3 separate regions of the Gossypium hirsutum genome follow, and all the other regions are linked to region 1. Evidence: chromatin contacts called from public Hi-C data. All regions are on one chromosome and are shown on one strand. The core of a region is the stretch at or near the end of the contact, and the rest is flanking DNA. Distances in the headings are between cores, read along the strand shown. Region 1 holds the start of LOC107925663. Region 2 holds the start of LOC121211341 (pentatricopeptide repeat-containing protein At5g66631). Region 3 holds the start of LOC107926505 (protein DA1-related 1).

Evidence for each region. A called contact is a pair of places that touch in the nucleus more often than the background predicts.
Region 2: a Hi-C map of leaf shows a contact between it and region 1, with 3 times the contacts expected there. The contact joins the promoter of LOC121211341 here to the promoter of LOC107925663 in region 1. A contact is called at or near these places in 3 of 34 Hi-C or Micro-C datasets (leaf and petal).
Region 3: a contact with region 1 is called in a Hi-C map of leaf, with 2.2 times the contacts expected there. The contact joins the promoter of LOC107926505 here to the promoter of LOC107925663 in region 1. A contact is called at or near these places in 6 of 34 Hi-C or Micro-C datasets (hypocotyl, leaf and petal).

The regions. Positions count from the first base shown.
Region 1 is chrA12:17,330,889-17,333,507 of Gossypium_hirsutum_v2.1, reverse strand. It overlaps LOC107925663, which reads right to left and starts at 1,297. Exons shown (of 12, transcript XM_016856376.2): 1 at 549-1,297; 2 at 379-463. The coding sequence starts at 461.
Region 2 is chrA12:16,604,143-16,606,761 of Gossypium_hirsutum_v2.1, reverse strand. It overlaps LOC121211341 (pentatricopeptide repeat-containing protein At5g66631), which reads left to right and starts at 1,329. Exons shown (of 3, transcript XM_041084055.1): 1 at 1,329-2,619. The coding sequence starts at 1,329.
Region 3 is chrA12:16,622,842-16,625,460 of Gossypium_hirsutum_v2.1, reverse strand. It overlaps LOC107926505 (protein DA1-related 1), which reads left to right and starts at 1,287. Exons shown (of 13, transcript XM_041084056.1): 1 at 1,287-1,556; 2 at 1,691-1,723; 3 at 2,342-2,484. The coding sequence starts at 2,383.

The DNA.
Region 1 (2,619 bases), core at 48-2,547:
CATCTCAAAAACGGTTTTCATTTGCTTGCAAGTAACTCACCTCTGACTTATTAATTACAAGCGATACTTATAAAATAAAGAACAAACAAAAAATCTTTAGCAAAGAAAAGAAACATTTAATGACAGAAGCTAATTTTCAAACTCCATTTGGACCCCTGAATGCATTTAATGAACAACCAAAAGTAGGGGGTATGGACATAGAGCCAAATTAATAGCCAATTGTGCCTTTAAGGTTTTCTACTTCTGTAAATGCTTAAAGTTCCCAGTTTTTCTTTAAGCAAACCCCATTTCAGAACTCGTTCCTGTTAGACAAAAAGCTTAACATTTTACAAGAAAGGTGATCCCAAACAAACAAAAGTCTTTTTTTTGAAGGGTCACCTCTTGGAACGCTTATGCCTTGAAGATGTCACTTTCAACCCCAACATTTCACTTTCTCCACTGCCTTGAAGTTGAAACCCCATCACTGAGAAAAATAGCATCAGAGATAAATTGCGTTATATCTGAGCAGAAAAACCAAAAGACAGATGAAAATGTATCAAGGCTTTTACCAGTTAGGCTCTAAAAGAAAAAAACAAGGGGAACACCAGGGGGTTACTGAGGAAGATGAACCAGCAGAGTGCACTACACACAATTTGAGAGAAGAGAAAGAACAAATGGGGGTTCTTAGAGACCCTTGATTACACTCCAAAACTAAACTTGTCTTCTTGCATTTTCAAGTGTACTGGGACTTCAAGGAACTACCCACAATGCAGAAAGTGATCATTTTGCTGATAAAAAACACCAGTCTGAAAATTAGCAGAAGTCTGAAATATGCTTTTGCATAAAACCCACAAATACGGATAAGGAAAAATGAGACTTTGTTGGCTTTTGACCAGCGTTTCTTTCTCTTTTTTCTTAAGTTGCTCAATTTTCACTCACTCAAGAAACCAGTTAGCTTTTGTAAATTAAGGAGGCTCTCTTTCTTTCTTTTTCTTTACATTAAAAGATGTAAAACCAGCTCGTGGGCTTCAAGGGAAGAGGAAAGTTGGCATAGGTATACCCCCAACACAACACAACTCAAGCTTTGTTTTTTTGACATTATCCCCCCTTTAACGTCAATTGTCAAATGTCCAAAAGTAGTCACTGTTCTTCAATCAACCGACTACCAGAGATCTTAAAGTAGACAAATTGAAGAAAGATAAATAATACCTACAACTATTTAGAGCTTAGAGAAAAGAATATTTTAGCCCTCACAATCATATATTTATTGATACCTCCATTAGTCAATTTCTAATTTCTTTTTTCCCTTCCATTGTTGAAGAGCAAGTGGGAGTTGGTGACCATCCCTCCTTCCCTGTCTCATCCTGTACTAATTACTATGTATCACTTTGTGTGATTCTACAATCCATTCAGTTTCATGTATGTTAGACATAGGATTAGTATTAGAGACATGGGTAGCCATTAAATTTTCTTTTAATTACCAAAGTATTATTTAATTTCCATTGATTTCATTTAGTAATAAGCCAAAACTGGAGAGGTACAGAAATCTGGCCACCTGAAATTCTTGTCTTAGCTAACATGTACATCTTTTTTCTCCACCAATCTGAAAAGAACAAAAGAAGGTCCCCCTCCAACTTTACTGTAGCCATGAAGTTAGCTCAGCACTTAACTTGATCTTGGTGCATTCTATTCACCTACTTGTTTGACACAAATGTGAACACCACCCTATCACATGTGTACATACACATGACAAAAGTTTCTGTCTCATGATTGGCAACTGGACATTTAACAAAATCATCATTTACAGTATTAAAATGGTTGTTTAATATAGGTGAAATGATGGTTAGTTTGATTATTTGTTGAATTATTTCAACCCAAAGGCCATGAGTTCCCCTAATCTACAACCAAATCTGGTATCTGAGTTGGTTTTTCAACTAATCTTGTACAAACAATGCTGTAGCAAATAATTTGGGGTATCTGGCAAACCCCCCCCCCCAAATTTCATTAATATATTATCAAACAGGCAGTCCATATAATATCCAATAAATCGTTAACAGTCTCAGTTCTTCTGAAAAGCAAGTGCTTCCAAAAATAACGGATTATGAACACTAATCAAGGACTTCAATTATGTCCAAATGTAAGTTTCTAACACAGGCATAAAAAGTTTTAAAAAAAAAAGTAGCCTCTGAACCTCAAAAGGGATGAAAGGTAAAACATTGGATGCCTAAAGGAATATGAGGGTTTTGTGGGGTTTCTCTTTGTCTAAATCTTCTTTCTTTTAGGACAAAATAGGTTCCTAACCAGATACCCATATTGTCTTGCAGTATCAAAGAGACTAACATTTGTCATAGAATCCACATAATTAAAATAATCAATAAAATATATGTACATATGCACACACATATATGATTAAGGAGCTTTGACCTTCTATAATATCAATAGAAAAAAGTAAAAATAATAAAGTAAGGTTGTGCGTGTTGTAAGGTGGCCAGGTCTCTCTTTTTGTCGCCATACTCAACTACTGAGAAAAAAAGGTTTTTTTTTTTTTAATAATCACTGCAACAAGGAAGATAAATAAAGAGTTTGCTTATTGAAAAACTTTCTATTAATAATTGTTTACTTGGCAGCTTTTTTATAATG
Region 2 (2,619 bases), core at 80-2,579, 730 kb after region 1:
AGTATTACTACTAGGAATTTTAGTATTTTATGATGTTATGGTATTTGTGAAGATTTTATGCTTAGTTAATTGTTGTGATGGATATTATGTGATGAATGACTTATTTTGACTGCGTTATAATTGTGGTATTTTTAGTATTGATGATGTAACTCTCCAAATTTGGTCTAGACGTCTAGGCCGGGTTTAGGGTGTTACATGTACTTTGGATCACATGCTAACTCCGGAGCGACAATAGGTTCACTAGTAGGTAAGAAATCATACCGATTATTTCACATGTTGATATGTTAGGAGTGAAATACCGACCAATTCTCATCTGACCGCCGCAAGTTGATAGGATGCAAATAATCAAGGTCTTGAGGAGCCACGTGAATCAACTGCCGGAATCCGAACTACCGCAATGCTTTATTGGTCTTGTGCATCTCGACGGTAGTGTACACTACCAATGGATAAAAAAACATTAGTTATATATATACTACTAAATACAAAATCCACTACGTTAATATTATATAGTTCGAATTTAAATAAATAGATACCTCATCTTCTGGTCGTTGGTCTAATAGAAGCCGTATATCTTGAAGCTTAGTAGGTAATCCTATGGACTTAGCCAACGGTTCCATCTATTTAAAAAACTTGTTAGCACAATAATTTTAATTTTAATTTTATTCAATTTTATTTTGGTAATATCTAATGAATTTTACATTGTTATGAGTGGGAATGTATACGGGTAGTTCACTCGAGGACACAAAAATGGAAATCAGTACCACGCTCATGATTGCAATAGTAAAATGTAACTACCAATTTTGATTTTTCGTGATTGTTTCACCCGACACATATCTCGGTACAATATCACAAACACGGCGGACCCCCAACTGAGTTCGTCCGCTCCTTTAAAATTAGTCATTGGGTGAAAAATGCGTCTAACTAGAAGCATTTTTTATAAACGCTTTCGGCTGGAAGCATTTTACTAGTAACATGGCAGAAAGCGATTTTAGCTGGAAACGTTTTTCTACATTTCACCTAAAAACACTTCCAACTAGAAGTGTCTAAAAATCGGCATATTTTGATAATTTTATAAAGTCTGTTATATATGTTGAATTGTTAATTTAATTTGGTTGTGATTTCAAATTTGGGTCAGAATTCCCAAGTTTCGACCTTTTAACCCTTATCACAAGCCATGGCAAATGGCAGATGCGACCTCAGAGTTAGACCCGTAATAATTCAAAGGGCGCGATCCAGCCGTTGAAGACATGATTTGTCAAAGATCTCGCATGCAGACCAACTGTTCGTGTTTTTGTCATCGCAAAAAACCATGACCCAAAGCTAGCTTGATGATTATTTCCCAGTCTTTCCATTTTGATAAAATTGCAATGATTTTTGAACGATTCTCGCCTTCTAAAAACCTGTTTAGCCTCCTAAACCAACAAGTTCGCTCCTTTGCACGCGACCCATTCCCCAACAAACTTACTCATTACCTTCACCGAGCCAAGCTCATTGACTCAATCCGACTCGCTCTCCGTTCCAACTCTCCTAACTCACTCAACCCTCTTCTCCAAACTCGACTCCTTGACTCCTTCGTTGTTGCTAACGCTTTTCGTTCTGCTCCTTCAGCGGACTCTGCCATTTCTTTCTTTGAAAACCTTAAGCAAGTTCCAAACTTTGCGCATTCACAGAATACTATTTTTGCTTTTGCTACTGTTCTTGCTAAGTTCAAGCGAAAGGTGGAACTCAAGGCCCTGATCGGTGACGCTAAAGATAGAAAATTTAACAATGTTAAAGCCAGTTTCATGAACCTTTTGTTTTGGTATTCTACTGCTGGGGACCTTCAAAAAGTTTTGGAAACATGGGAAGAGTATAGGAATGAGGAAAATCGCCTATCAACAGAGGCTCACAACATTGTCATGGGGCTTTATGCTAAAAAGGATATGAATTTTGAAGCCGTGGAAGCTTTTCGAGGTATGATTGATCAAGGAGTGATTCCAAATTCCAGGACTTACACGATTTTGATAGAGCATCTTGTAAGGTTAGGGAAGTTGGATGCCGCTATGGAAGTGTTCACTGTGTTGCCTTCAATGAGAATAAAGAGGACTTTGAAACAGTTTCTGATTTTGGTTGAAGGGTTTGTTGGTGGAGAACGGTTTGATGTGGTGAAAAGTTTGCTTAAAGAAATGAGGGAGGATGGGAAACTTCCTGGACGGGCAATGCGAATATATTTGGAACGAATGAAGGAGGCAGGGTTTGCTGGTGAGACGGATGAGTTTCTTGTAGAAATGTTGCCTGATGGAAGGATCAAGAGTGTAGGTTCTTGTGAGGATAGTAGTGACGAGGATGAGGATGAGGATGGTGACGATGATGTAAATGAGGGAGTTGATGTTCATACGGTCAAACTGAAACCATGGTTGGATCCAAAAGCTTTGGCAAATGCCTTAAAACAATGGAGTCCTGAAGTGGTAACTATATTAGAAGATGCTAAATTTGTGTGGACTAGTAGGTTGGTTTGCAAAGTTCTGAGGAATTTCACTTCACCTGAGACAGCTTGGAATTTCTTCTGTTGGGTAGCTTCTCAGCCAGGATTCAGTCATGACATTTACACAGTGCAAAGAATGATGACTCTACTGGCAC
Region 3 (2,619 bases), core at 38-2,537, 710 kb after region 1:
GACTAATTTGAGTAAACTTTTTTTTTAAATAAATTATTGATTAAGTATAATCTGAACAAGCACTTAGACTCATGAAATTTAGCTGTCTCTAGATTGAGGGCACATGCAAATGAAAGGTATGGTGTTGGATACAAGAAATAGAATAGTAAACAAAAAAAGCATGCACATGCTTATACACTCATTAGGAACCTTATATGTATATATTGCAGATGATTGATTATCATATAAAAAATGTTTCTATGGATAATGGATCTTTCAAATTTACTTTTTAAGCTTCCTTTAGAAAAGAAAAAAATGAAGGGTTATCTTTTCAAGCTATTTGGTATTGACATTAGGAGTAGTTTTTTAACTTGTTTCTTGAAAATTTTACTATTTTTGCTGGTTTGGGTTTATTTTTGAGGAGTTTTTTTTTAAAAAATGAATAAACTAATGAAACTTTAAGTGAGATAAAAAAAATTTTAAATAGTAAACTGAAAGAATAAAAATAATTCAAAAGGGCGACATTGGTTGGTTGTAGAATATTGGCCAAAAGTTCCATAGAGATTCTTGAACTAAGAGTTAGATTATATTTTGTCGTATCTATTTAAAAAGAGTAAATTTGTCATTTTTATTAAAAATTTTATCTATTTATATGGTTAAAAATTGGTATAAGAAAACCCGACAATGACATATGTCGTGTTATGTGTACCTTATATTGACATATAAAAAGTAATTTTTAATAATAAAAATAGATGATTCCTTTATAAATTAAATAGATAAAATTCTAATAGAAAAACTAGTTTGTTCTTTAATCTAATTTACAAATGTTAATTTAACTATTTTTTCTAGACAAAATATAATCTAACTTTTAATATAGAGAACTTCTTAATATGATATTAAATAATAATGCATAATGTACTCATATTTTGAATCAAATTAAACCAGCTTCAACAATTTATTAATGGGTTATTATTAAAAAAAAGGGTGAGCTTATTGTTTTGCCATTTAACATAATGTGATTCGTGGGGCAGTGACCTAAAAGGAGGGGTGCTAAAACTAGGGACACAAAATAAACCAGAGTAAGTACAGAGTAACTGCAAGTGCCCCCCACAAAACTCAACTGCAAAAGGAAGATCAAGAAATGAAATTCAAGTCCTACCTTCTTTTCTTTCCTCTCTCTCTCCCTCTCTCATTGTCATGTTTTTCAACAAGAAAAGCAAAAAAAGCTGAAGTGTTATTGACGTGTAGTGGAGTGTGGTGGAAAATGGGCAATAACATGAAGGACCCACTTGTTAATGTAACAATTCAACAAACCCATATGCCTTTTCTTCATTCCTTTAATCTGCTTTATAAAAAACCAATCTTTTTGGTGGTTGTTACGCTAAACATCATACACCCGGATGATCGCTATTTTCAATTTCCCAACCCTGCTTTCACTGTGATTTTGTTTTTGCTTAGGATTCAAGCTCTCTTTTTAATTCATACTCTCTACTTTTTTCTACTTTATCTTTCACTAGGAATTGGTTATTTAACACTTTCTTTCTTTTTTTTTTGTCTGTCACAAGAAGAAAAGAAAGGTCAGTTTTTTTCTATTTTCTTTCTAAGATGATGGCAATTAAGGGTCTAACTTGGAATATCCTTTTGTCTCCTATAATTCCATGACTATGCATTCATATCAATTTCGTGTTGTTCCTGATCTGGGATTCATCAGGTTCTGCTGTTTCTGCATATTCTTCACTCTTTGGTTAGTCTTTGTTTCTTTTTAACTTTTTTCTTTATTCACTTCGTCGCCTATTGTTTGATATCATTTTGATTTCCAGTATTTATATATAATTTGTTTTACTCATCAATATTGGTTCTTCTAGTTTTGAGTGCTTACATATTTATATGAATATGAGAGGAGATGAGATGAGATGAGGCAATTTAAGGCCACCGAAAGCAATAATTGTAGGAAAGTCTGGGAAATTGGATTCTGGTCCTTGGGGAAATTTATTTTATGGGATTGAATTTGGGAAATCCATATTGTACTTAAGAAAATTTCATTGCATTTGGTAACCCCTTTGAGTTTTATGATTTGGGTCAAAACTTGTACTGTCATTGACTAGTTTCTCTTTTATCTATTATTTATGTTAAAAATAGTTTTTGTATGATTGAAGTCAACAGCCTTGACAGTCGGTCAATTTAGATAATGCCTCCTAAAGTGGAAACTCCTTTATATATTTTACGAGAATCATATCTAACGCTATATAAACACTTATTGTTTTCTAATAATGGCTTTCCCCTATCTATAGTTATAGTTGCAATTCCATTTCGGGAGTCAAAATTGTTTTTGCTTTCCTAACTGGATGACTTGGTGTTGCAGGCAAAAGAACACTGCTTGGTTAGCAAAAAGCATTTCAAATAATGGGTTGGCTGACCAAGATTCTTAAAGGTTCAAGTAATAAAGGGCGATATCATGAGAGATATGGAGATGGTAGAACTTGGGATGAACCTCGCCGTTCAACAGTACTGCCCTGTTCTTTATAAGTATTCACTGGTTGCTTGTGTTCAGATATCATCAGTGTTTATAATATGATTTCATTGTTACACCTTTGTCTATGCATGTAATGTTATGATTCATAAACTTCAGTCTGCACAATC